Regions from separate parts of the Mus musculus genome. Here region 1 is linked to region 2. The links are chromatin contacts, called in public Hi-C maps. All regions are on one chromosome and are shown on one strand. Each heading gives the region's core, a stretch centred on a gene start, on an enhancer-like site or on the middle of the called end of the contact. The rest is flanking DNA. Distances are from core to core; before and after follow the strand shown. Region 1 overlaps Tnfsf11 (tumor necrosis factor (ligand) superfamily, member 11). Region 2 overlaps Enox1 (ecto-NOX disulfide-thiol exchanger 1).

Region 1 (5,159 bases), core at 1,343-3,842, 790 kb after region 2:
AGCTGAGTCACGACTGTCTTCCCCAGTGTGGGCGGGCAGCATCTGATACACTGACGGTCTGAGTAAAGCTGGAAGAGAAGCCATTTGTGCTCTTTGCTTGATCTGGGATGCCCATCATCTGTGCTCAGATGCCAACGCTCCTGGCTCAGGCCATCTCTAATTAAAACAAAAGAACTGGAATGTTGTTTAAGATGCCGTAGTACCGAGCCCCGAATAGAATTTCAAGTTACCAAAATAAAAACAGGGCTGGAGAGGTGACTTAGCAGAGATCTGAATTTACTTCCCAGCACCCATGTAAAGATGCTCACAATGGCCTGTGACTCTAGTTCCAGGGGATCAGAAGGCCCCCTTTGGTTCCAGAGCATTCGTCTTCTCTCTCTCTCTCTCTCTCTCTCTCTCTCTCTCTCTCTCTCTCTCATTCCCTCTCACACACAGTAAATCTTTAAAGTTAAAAAAGAACAAAAGAATTCCCATAAGTGCGTTATTAGTAAAAAAGGATGCTTGTTTTATAGCTGTAGACAAAATACCATTGCAATTTTTTTTTTCCTTTTCAAATGAATGGCAAAAAGCGAGACAGTTTGGAGAAAGCTAACACACTAAAGTAAGAATCGCTTCATGTCAGTTTTTGGATGCATGGGCCTGGTGTGGTTGTAAAAATTGATTCAGGAAGACAGATAACCTGGGACTTGGCATGCTCTCCTTCCCCAGACTTGGCAGGTTAAGAGGGCTGACATGCTGCAGGTAAAAGGAGCCAGCAGCTCAGATCCATTACTTCCACTAGACACAGGTTTCCTACACTGTTTTGTCATGCCTCCCACCGAGTCAGCTGTGACGGGGCAGGGACATACTCTAGGGACATACGTTCATCTCAAGGAGACCCAACAGCCTAAGGACCATGAGTATGCTGACCAGATTGTATCAACCTGACACAGACTTAGACATATGTGGGAAGAGGGAACGTCCACTGGAGGGTTACCTCCATCGGATCATCCTCTGGGTAGGTCTGTGGGACATTCTCTTGATTAATGATTAGTGCAGGAAGGTCCAGGTCACTGTGGGTGGTGCCACCCCTGGGATGGAGGTCCAGGGTGGTATCAGAAAACAGGCTAGCCAGTAAGCAGTGCTCCACTGTGGACTCTGCCTCAGTGTCTGCCTCCAGATTCTGCCTCTGCTCCTGCCCCGACTTCCCTCTCCGATGGACTGCAATTGAAACATGTAGGCCATATAAACCCTTTCCTCCCTAGCTGCTTTTGTTGCGGCTTCCGTCATAGCAACAGAAAGCAAAGTAGGACGATGGGAGACACGGGAGTCTGGGCAGGCGGAGGATGGGAGGGTTCAGTCGTAGGGGGCAGACACAAGAAAGAGATGCACAGGAAAGCAAAGCAGAAGGAAGAGAAGGAAGCAGGGACGTGCTGTGTGTTCCCGCCTGCATTTTAAACCCACTTAGAAGATGCTGCTCCGAGCCTGGCAAACTGAGGCATGACCGGAAGCGAGGTGGCTTCTTGCCTCTCACTATATCCCATCCCTGCCGTTACCCACTTTAAAACACTGGTTGATTTCTAAATAAGTCACTAAGTCATTGTCTCCCCTCCCCCAACCGACCTGAGGTGCCATAGCGTAGCGTTCATTATCCTCCACATCACACTGTGGCTGAATCCCCCAGGGCTGCCAAGGAGGTTCTTCTTGGCATCATGTGAAGCCATGTTGCTTTCACATGTTGGACAGCCCCCACGAATCACCGCAGGCGATCCTGACACTTTGCCCCTGCATCTTTGGGAGAGTGCAAGTTGGTTATTCTTGATGGATAGCCGATGTTGAGGGTCTGCTAGTCTGGACTGATCAGGAAGGCACAGCATGTCAGCATGGACGTTTCCTGAGAGGACCGAGGGACAGAGCCACTTGCAGTATGGGCATGCTTTCTGCTCCTTGACCGCCCCGCTGTCACCGCCATCTCCCCAACATGGAGGATCGAAACCTCTAAAATCTTGAGCCTGAATAAACCTCTCTTCCCCTAAGGTGTTCACTTTAGATTTTTAATCACAGCAGTTCAAAAATAACTAACATGCTACCCCTCAGTAAAAATTAATAGTGAATATTCTGTGCCCACATTGTACTTTCTTTCCATTTCCTGCGGTTTCATTTTAGACTCTGAGATTCCCAAGATTTGGATCAAGCAGCGCATGCTCCTTGCCACATCTAACATAAGCAGAACCAGCGCTAGAACAGGAGCCTGGGGCTGGGAGACCTGCCTTCGTAGCCATGGTGCCTGGGACTGTAACTAGCACATCACTGACGCTGCACAAAGTAATATGAAATGAGCGAGCCGAAACTGCTGGAGCAGGCTCTAAGCTGGGTAGCTCATGAGGCCGCAACAAAATTCTATGTCTGCGGAAGCTGCAGAAACTCGGCTGCTCCTCGAAATTCTTCCTTGAAACAAGCAGCAGCTGTCGGGATACACAGTGCCCAAGTCACGTTTTGCACTGTTCAGACTCAGATTTACTGACAGATGTAAAATAGTCCGTGTATGTGGCCAACACCATCGAGTCCCACCGTGATAGCTCCGCTGTTTAAAATTTACGGTTTCTTCTCTGTAACATCTGCTATCCCTCCCTCTATTCTAGGCTGTTGTTATCATCCTAAAACATTTATCTTCCAGTGACGAGTATCTCAGAGAATGGCTTGCTGTGCCTTCCCAAGCTGACTGTTTTCTGGTCTCTGCCCTTCATGAGTAATCGACGTGGTTTAGACAGCTCATCCACACTGATTTCCAAGAGGAAACATGTCCAGGCCAAAGTGAGCCCCCCTTTACTACGGTAAGGGAAAGCAAGCCCCAATTTCCCCCCAGCTCAAAGCACCATATTTTTCTCATGATTTGAGGAGAGAAAACTTTTCCTTTTTTGAGTGAAAAGTCTGTTTTCTCTCTGGCTACATCCTTGCATACAAATCCCCTGCAAATTATTTTTCAAATTCCAAGGTTCATTAATTTAATTGAATCTGTTCCTAGTTTTTAATTAAATCTGCACTTCTCCCAGTAACCTTTGGAGAAAGATAGAAGCCACATTATCATATTGGAAAGAACAGGATCGCAGAGCAAGACCCACACGAAAGCGAACAAGAACAAAAAGCACCAGGCAGGTTTTCGTACAAATTTATTTTTTGTACCAAAAAATTAACATTCAGAGACAATGCTTTTATTGTACAGTATAATAAAATAACTTTCACTAAATTAAAAAGTGGATTGTTTTTTGGCTGATAAACTATAGTACATTTTCTATGGGAAAAAAAAGAAACAAAATTTACAATTTGTAGCTCTTGTAAAAAAAGACACCTGTTCAATAATTGCATAAATACTCCTGACAGATTTCAGTAGCCTATTATGTATCCTTTTTGGCTATGTCAGCTCCTAAAGTCAATTAGCTTCTAAATTTGAAAGGCACCTGGTGACCAACATCCTACTTATTATTCAAGGTATTCATTTTATTTTTATTTATTTATTTTGCTTGCATAGTTTTGACAAGTCTGAAGACTCTATTAAGTTAAAAAGAATAAAGAAATAAACTACATGTGGTCACCAGAAACAGTATTCTGCCCCCTTAGCTACGAGTACCTTCAGGGGAATTACAAAGTGCACCAGTTAAATACATCTGTACATTTAAAACATTAAATATGTCAACAGTGAGACATTTTTAAATATTTTGAATCAAATACTATAGCACAAATATAATTTACAAAACTTTGCACAGAAAACATTACACCTGAAATATAACTTTAGACATTATATAAAAATACATATATTTTTCTCTCCTCATTAGAAAAAAAGAACTTATTTGCAGGTCCCAGCGCAATGTAACAATTCAAAAGAACTTAACCCTTCACACTATCATTTCTTTGCAATGACATGGCATCCTCTTAATTTCAAGGTTCTCAGTGGCACATGTCCAGGGGTTAGACCCAGAGACTGTGACCCCCTTCCATAGCTCACGTGTAAGTTTTTCATAAGCATCGGAATACCTCTCCCAATCTGGTTCAATTCTAGGAAATCATTACAAAATTGTAAAACCGTTGTGTAATCACCATGAATCTAACATCACCTATGGACTTTACATATACACAACCTGTACAGGCTCAAGAGAGAGGGCTGTGAGTTTCATACACCGTGGGCCATGTCTCTTAGTAGTCTTACACATGTATAGACATCATCCATTTTTTAAGAAGTTTCCAAACATCTAGGACATCCATGCTAATGTTCCACGAAATGAGTCTCAGTCTATGTCCTGAACTTTGAAAGCCCCAAAGTACGTCGCATCTTGATCCGGATCCAGCAGGGAAGGGTTGGACACCTGAATGCTAATTTCTTCACCAGCTCGGAGCTTGAAAAATCCCCCAACATTTATGGAATAAAAGTGGAATTCAGAATTGCCCGACCAGTTTTTCGTGCTCCCTCCTTTCATCAGGTTATGAGAACTTGGGATTTTGATGCTGGTTTTAACGACATACACCATCAGCTGAAGATAGTCTGTAGGTACGCTTCCCGATGTTTCATGATGCCGAAAGCAAATGTTGGCGTACAGGTAATAGAAGCCATCTTGGTTAACCCTTAGTTTTCCGTTGCTTAACGTCATGTTAGAGATCTTGGCCCAGCCTCGATCGTGGTACCAAGAGGACAGAGTGACTTTATGGGAACCTAGAGAGAAACAAAGGCACAGGATTTAGAATCCACTACTTGGATGAGAAAAGTTCCTCATTATTTCCACAGGCTGGTGGGGTAGCATCATACACTAACATAACAATCCTTATTCCAACACAATAACTTACTTTGATACTCATTTTCTATATGGGCCTGGGTGCATGCAGATGTACTTAGTGCATTCTGTCAGGCACTGTAAAGGCACAAAACTAAAAATCCTCTATCCTGCCCTTAAGCTATAGGATACTAGTGATGGAGCAACATGGTCCAGGAAAGCAGCAAAGCTTGGGGAAAATACAGAGAATTGCTATGATTATGGGGGGGGGGGAGACAGAGACAGAGATACAGAGAGAGAGGGAGAGAGGGAGAGAATGCAAATTATTCCCACAGAAAAGGATCAAAACTGACTCCATGTAGGTGCTACCGAGCATAAAAAGAAGAAAGTTAAGCCCCGTGGACAGGAGCAATTCAT
Region 2 (5,388 bases), core at 1,166-3,665:
GCCAAGACTCCCCTTATCTTTCTGAGCCATCTTCTCTAAAGAGGTTTACTTCAGTTTTCTGGTTGATAAACCACCATTTTTATATAAGAAAACATTGTATTTAGCATGCATGGATTAAAATCCCTTGACATTTTTCTGAAAGTAAAATTTTGAAGAGGAAAACAAGATTTTAAAGAATAAAAGTACCATTGTCGTTAGATACACGCAGTGAAAGTGGTCTCTGAGTAAACTTGCTAAAGGAAAATCCTCTCCCCGCCTCCACTGTGCCCCACCTCCACGGTGCCCCGCCTCCACGGTGCTCCGCCTCCACGGTGCCCCGCCTCCACGGTGCCCCACCTCCACGGTGCCCCACCTCCACGGTGCCCCGCCTCCACTGTGCCCCACCTCCACGGTGCCCCGCCTCCACTGTGCTCCGCCAGCTTCACACAGCCTGGTCCTGGTCCCTGGTCCCTGCCAGAGCTCCAGCCCACTTCCTCTGTCTCTTCCCACTAAGGACTCTTGCATCCTTTCAGAATTTGCCAGATTTTCCTGCTCTTGGCATCTTCCTTGTGCCACACATGAAAATAATGTTGTCCTCTCTCAGCCATGCACTTCTACAACAGATGCTTATCTTTCATATCAGGTATCTTAAGACCCATGACCAACCGCCTGTATTTTAAGACCCATTATTCTGTGCATGGAAGTAAAGGCTGACGAGTATGCAGGATTTAATTTCTTAATGACCGTTTTTTTTTTTTTTTAATCTGACAAAAGCCCTATAAGTGCCAACACCATGACTATTTTATGTCTTTTTTTTAATAGGATAAAATATACAGGAAGTTAATTTAGTTTAGTTTCTAATGAATTGGAAAACATTACCCTCCTATACTTTCAAGGTCTTGGTTTTAAAAAGAACTTAAAGTTGGTTGCTATGGGGGCATAAAGGACAATCGTCACAGGATATCACCAAAGAAGATGGCTTTTCACAGCCTCCTTTCTCAGTGGGCCTGGAAAGTGTGTGTGTTTGGGGGAAGGGAGGGGAGGCTATGCATATTGTGCTACAAAACAGGAGCCCAGATCACCAGCCCCTAAGCTGCCAATACCCACATGTCACTGTAATGCAGAGCGCTGGTGAAGTGGGTGCCCATCAAAGCCGCCAGGGACACCTGGGTTCTACTCTGCTCTACATTATAGACTTTTGGCCAGAACAGCACCCTCTGTTCCATCAGTTTCACATATTCAAATGAACATGAAGGAAAGCAACCAATGTTCTCTGGTAAGACAACACCATCCCCACCCACCAACCTGGTAGGGATTATGCTAAGTGCTTCTTGCCTCTTTATGCTTTGAGAACCAGCTGAAGGACCCAAATACAGAGATCCTTCCCACCCCAGGCTACCATGAATACAAAATGGGACATATAAGGAACACAGAACACTGGTTGTCAGAATGCCACTGTTCAATTCCATTAGTGGATACAAGTTTAATAATTTTACTACAGCTGTGTGGTCAAGAGATATGTTTACTTATTTATTTCTACATGTGCCTTTAAAGTACTCATTTTTTGTCTCATTGTATACAAATGGTGAAGTCCTTCTTTTAAAATATATTTCTTTCTGTCATATACTAGGTTGAACTATATGAAAGCGCTAATATTTGGCTAGCTTTTAAATCCACAGAAACAGCAATTTCACATGGCTCAGAGCAAATTTAACTATTAAAAATTAAAATAATGGTTTTCTGTTCCCTGTTAAATCCCACACCTTAGGGAATGCTGAAGTTAGAGAGGCAAGAATTGATCATGTAAGGTGCCTCAGAGAAGGTGGGCCTTGATGTGAGTCAGAAAGGAGGGAGGCGTGGAGAAGTAGTGGGTACACACAAGGCAGCAAATGTGAATACCAGCAGCCTGAAGGGAAGCTGTAGGGCCATGGCGAGCACTCCTGTCCCCTTTGATAAAAATTCTCAAATTCTGTATTAATTTCTGAAAAGCATGCTTCCACAGCCTGTAAGCAGTTTCAAAACCTCTCTCATGGCAGCTGAAAAATTATTCTTGCACCGTTACTATTGCCTTGAGTGGGCGCTAGTATTTCTATTACAGAATATGTGGTTGTTACAGAATGGCCATCCTGGCAGTGGTTCTGTAGCCTGAGTCAGCAGGCGTGCATCCAACTTCATGAAGACAGCTGCCTGGGCTGTCAAGTCCCTATGAAGGGTCCAGTGCCAAGGTTAGCAGCTGATAGGCTGAGACTCCCTCCAGTGCCTTCTGGAAGCTGCCCGGACCATTCCTGTGGACATCTTCTTGTCTCTCTGGCCAAATCCTGCTTTACTAAGACTTCAGCCTCCGGCTCTTGTCCTTACCGGTTACCCCTAATGGGTAACCACCCAGCACATTCCTCAGAGCTGACTTATGAGAGTCTACCAAAGGTCATTTTCCCAGCTTGGGTTTGTAGAACTGCCGTGCCCCCATCAGGCCTGGCGTAGCCCAGCTGGAGGTGTGTTCCAACAGAGAACAGAGCGGCATCTGGCCAGTGGGCCATGGAACAACATGAACCATGGCTTTGGAATGAACGAAAGGGGAACAACTATTTTCTACTGTGTCGAAAACTCCGCTGACTGCTCCGAGGCAGGGAGCTGTGCCATGTAAGCTATAACTGAGGAAAGTGGGGGCAGGATTTCTTATCTCCTTCTATTTTTTTTTAAAAAGAATGCATAAGTACAGGTATGATTTTATTTACTTACTTTCCTTTTGAAAGATCTTATTTTTCTAGACCACTTCTAAGTTCTTAGTGATACTGAACAGAAGGTAGGGAAATGTCCCCTGCACTCCTGTACTCAGATAGGCACTGACACGCCTACCCCCACCCCGCACCATTACTAATACTCCCAGCAAAGTCGTACATTGCCTACAATTGACAAATCTACATGGCTGCATCATTCAAACTCCATAACGTGTTTGTTGTATGAGATTAATTATCTCTAATGGCAGAATAAAAGAATCATGACTAGTCCCTTGAATTAATGATACCCTTTTTAAAAAGTCAACAATAATAACCACACACACACATGAAAAAATAAAACAACAACAACAACAACACAGATCCTAAGCTAATCTCAGGGCTGAGTGAGATAGAGGCTAAAGTACTTACAAATCTTTTAAATGTCAGCATCATCTTATTTCTTCTGGATGCAGCAAGCTGTAACTTCTGGTGATTACATTTTCCTTCAAGATATAGAGAATTATATTTATTTAAGTGAATCGCCCGATATGTTTATATATTTGCATTTCTGAATTTAGTTTTTCCTTATTAATATATTGTAATCATGTAGGAATAGGAAGGGCAGACGATATGGAGCCTGACTCCTGAAGATGGTTAGCTACTCATGGGTCCCCAAATGAGGGGGCATATCATGCCATGGCAGAGCGAGGGGTGGGATGCACTCTATCATTCTCAGGAGAGGAACGCTAGGCAAGGACCCTTATTGTGCTTTCCCAGGAAAGAAGACAGGTGTAGGCTTGGCTAGGCCAGATAATTTAAACAGATTTAGGGGTGAGGAACCATCTGCAATTACCTGCCATGCCTCATCTAGCTCCGGCATAGTGGGGGCAGAACTGTGACCTAGCGCAGGAGAAACCCAGAGCCAAAAGCATTTGGGAGATGGTGGGATCCTGGTCTGTGGGTTCTCATCTGTAGAGTGGCTCCCAAGTGACCCTATGATGTCTGGAGAAACCGGCTACCCCCAGGAGAACTAGTTTCCTCCAGGGTCCTTAAGGCCACAGACATCATCATCATCAAAAGTACAGAAAGTAGAGATATAAGAAATGCAGTGTGCACGCATATATGCATATGCAGTCACAGTCATAATGACTATTCAGTGAATTTGAGTGTGTGGGAGAGGCAGGATTTATGTATATACTATTAGGCACTGTTTTGGCTTGTGGCAATTCAGCAGAAAGAAACATTTTTAAATGATTAAAAATAAGTCTATCCCTGTGGAAGGCTAATTTATCAAGGGAATCTCCATGTGATATAAATTCAGATCCCAAGAAATCTATAGAGAAAACTAAGGCTTATAGAAAGAAGCTAACCAGGGTTGCAGTTATAGTTAGAGGCCAGTGAAGGGCCAAGAACGAGGACTTGGGTGGGGTCAGCAGAACTGGGCTAAGGGGAGGGAGAGGGCTGGCATGCAGGGACCTCGGGGGCACCAAATGCAGCATCACCAAGCCAAGATCATGCCTGGCAGTCTCACAGGAGATTAACAGTCCCCGTGCTTCCTGAGAGGAAACAAGTCTCAGAGCCTGGGCTTGCAGAAGATACTGGCAGCCAGACACTGAAGGGCCTTGGAGACCAGGTAAACATGGTAGGAAGCTGCCTGGATATGTGACTGTAGTCCACACTGAAGCCATCTGAGCATGAGAGTTTAGCTCCAGCCTCAAAATGCAAATTAAGTCGCCATTGCTTCTGTCCTCTGTCTCCTGCTCTCAGCTATCAAACTATCTGATAGTCGTTTGAGATGCCTAGGTTTACAAATGGCAAAGTTTAAGATCTGCTTTCCCAGAGGTCTACATTTACAGGTTATTTTTATAGTTTCAAACAAATCAGACAAATAAAACCTCCCCCCTGCCACGCGAAAGGACAGCTTTGGGTCATGACTGGAGTCACATTCTGTACCACTGAGTGCTTTGGCGTCTATGGGGCATTTAAGTAAAATGGAAAACAATTTTAAAAACTGCCACACTTCTGGTAAATGTGGAGGGGGAGAAAAGCTGTAAACAATCAACAATTTGCTTTTATTTTCTATTAAACTGGAGCGGTTTCTGCACTGATACCGTTTACAGAATACAAAGTAAAATCCACCCACAGTCCACTTACTGTAAGAGCGCCCACAAAGAAAACCTCATTTCAAATCTAATTGTGGACATTGTTCCTTCATTAAAAATTCATAGGGTTTGTGAATGTGTCACATAAGTACAGGCATCTCCATTATTCCCCAGCTCCTTCCCCTTCCAGTTCTGATCAGAATTTCAAAACACTCGTGTCTAGAAAGGTGTTCTCTGAAGAGCAACCAAAGAAAAATAAACGAAGGAAGGAAACACATGACGAGTATAAAGAAAAGCACTCACCAAACAAATAGCCTGGAATCTCCTCTTCCTTCCACTTATACAGGGAAATCTACAGGGGCTCTGACTTATACAGGGAAATCTACAGGGGCTCCCGACCGTACCTTTCACCTTGAATCACACCACTGTATCTCAGCAACTCATATGTGTGCTGTTAGCAGTCATTGAAGAGGTTGTCTTGCCTTGTTGTGAGCCAGCAGAAGAGACTGAAGCAGTGTGCTGCTCTTCATTGCTTCTATGCCCGGACTCTTCTTTCCTCCACTCAAATGGAAAGACCAGAGTGCCAGGTC

What was found. A called contact is a pair of places that touch in the nucleus more often than the background predicts.
Region 1: a Hi-C map of cerebral cortex shows a contact between it and region 2, with 3 times the contacts expected there. The contact joins two enhancer-like sites. A contact is called at or near these places in 5 of 484 Hi-C or Micro-C datasets (cerebral cortex, cortical neurons, myocytes and 2 more) and 2 of 115 datasets of contacts at active chromatin or transcription factors (SST interneurons and differentiating embryonic stem cells).

Annotation. Positions count from the first base shown.
Region 1 is chr14:78,274,314-78,279,472 of GRCm38.p6, forward strand. Tnfsf11 (tumor necrosis factor (ligand) superfamily, member 11) reads right to left here. Exons shown (of 5, transcript NM_011613.3): 5 at 3,133-4,684. The coding sequence ends at 4,263. Among named protein-coding and RNA genes, the nearest start is that of Tnfsf11, 31 kb to the right of the region's middle. Within about 2 kb of position 2,593, at least 17 of the 459 cell types and tissues checked have an H3K27ac peak or open chromatin away from gene starts, as enhancers often do. A contact at or near this core is called in cerebral cortex, where this site is marked.
Region 2 is chr14:77,482,881-77,488,268 of GRCm38.p6, forward strand. All of the region lies in intron 5 of Enox1 (ecto-NOX disulfide-thiol exchanger 1), which reads left to right. It overlaps Gm6994 (predicted gene 6994), which reads right to left. Exons shown (of 6, transcript NR_033141.1): 4 at 3,126-3,199. Among named protein-coding and RNA genes, the nearest start is that of Gm6994, 21 kb to the right of the region's middle. Within about 2 kb of position 2,416, at least 59 of the 459 cell types and tissues checked have an H3K27ac peak or open chromatin away from gene starts, as enhancers often do. A contact at or near this core is called in cerebral cortex, where this site is marked.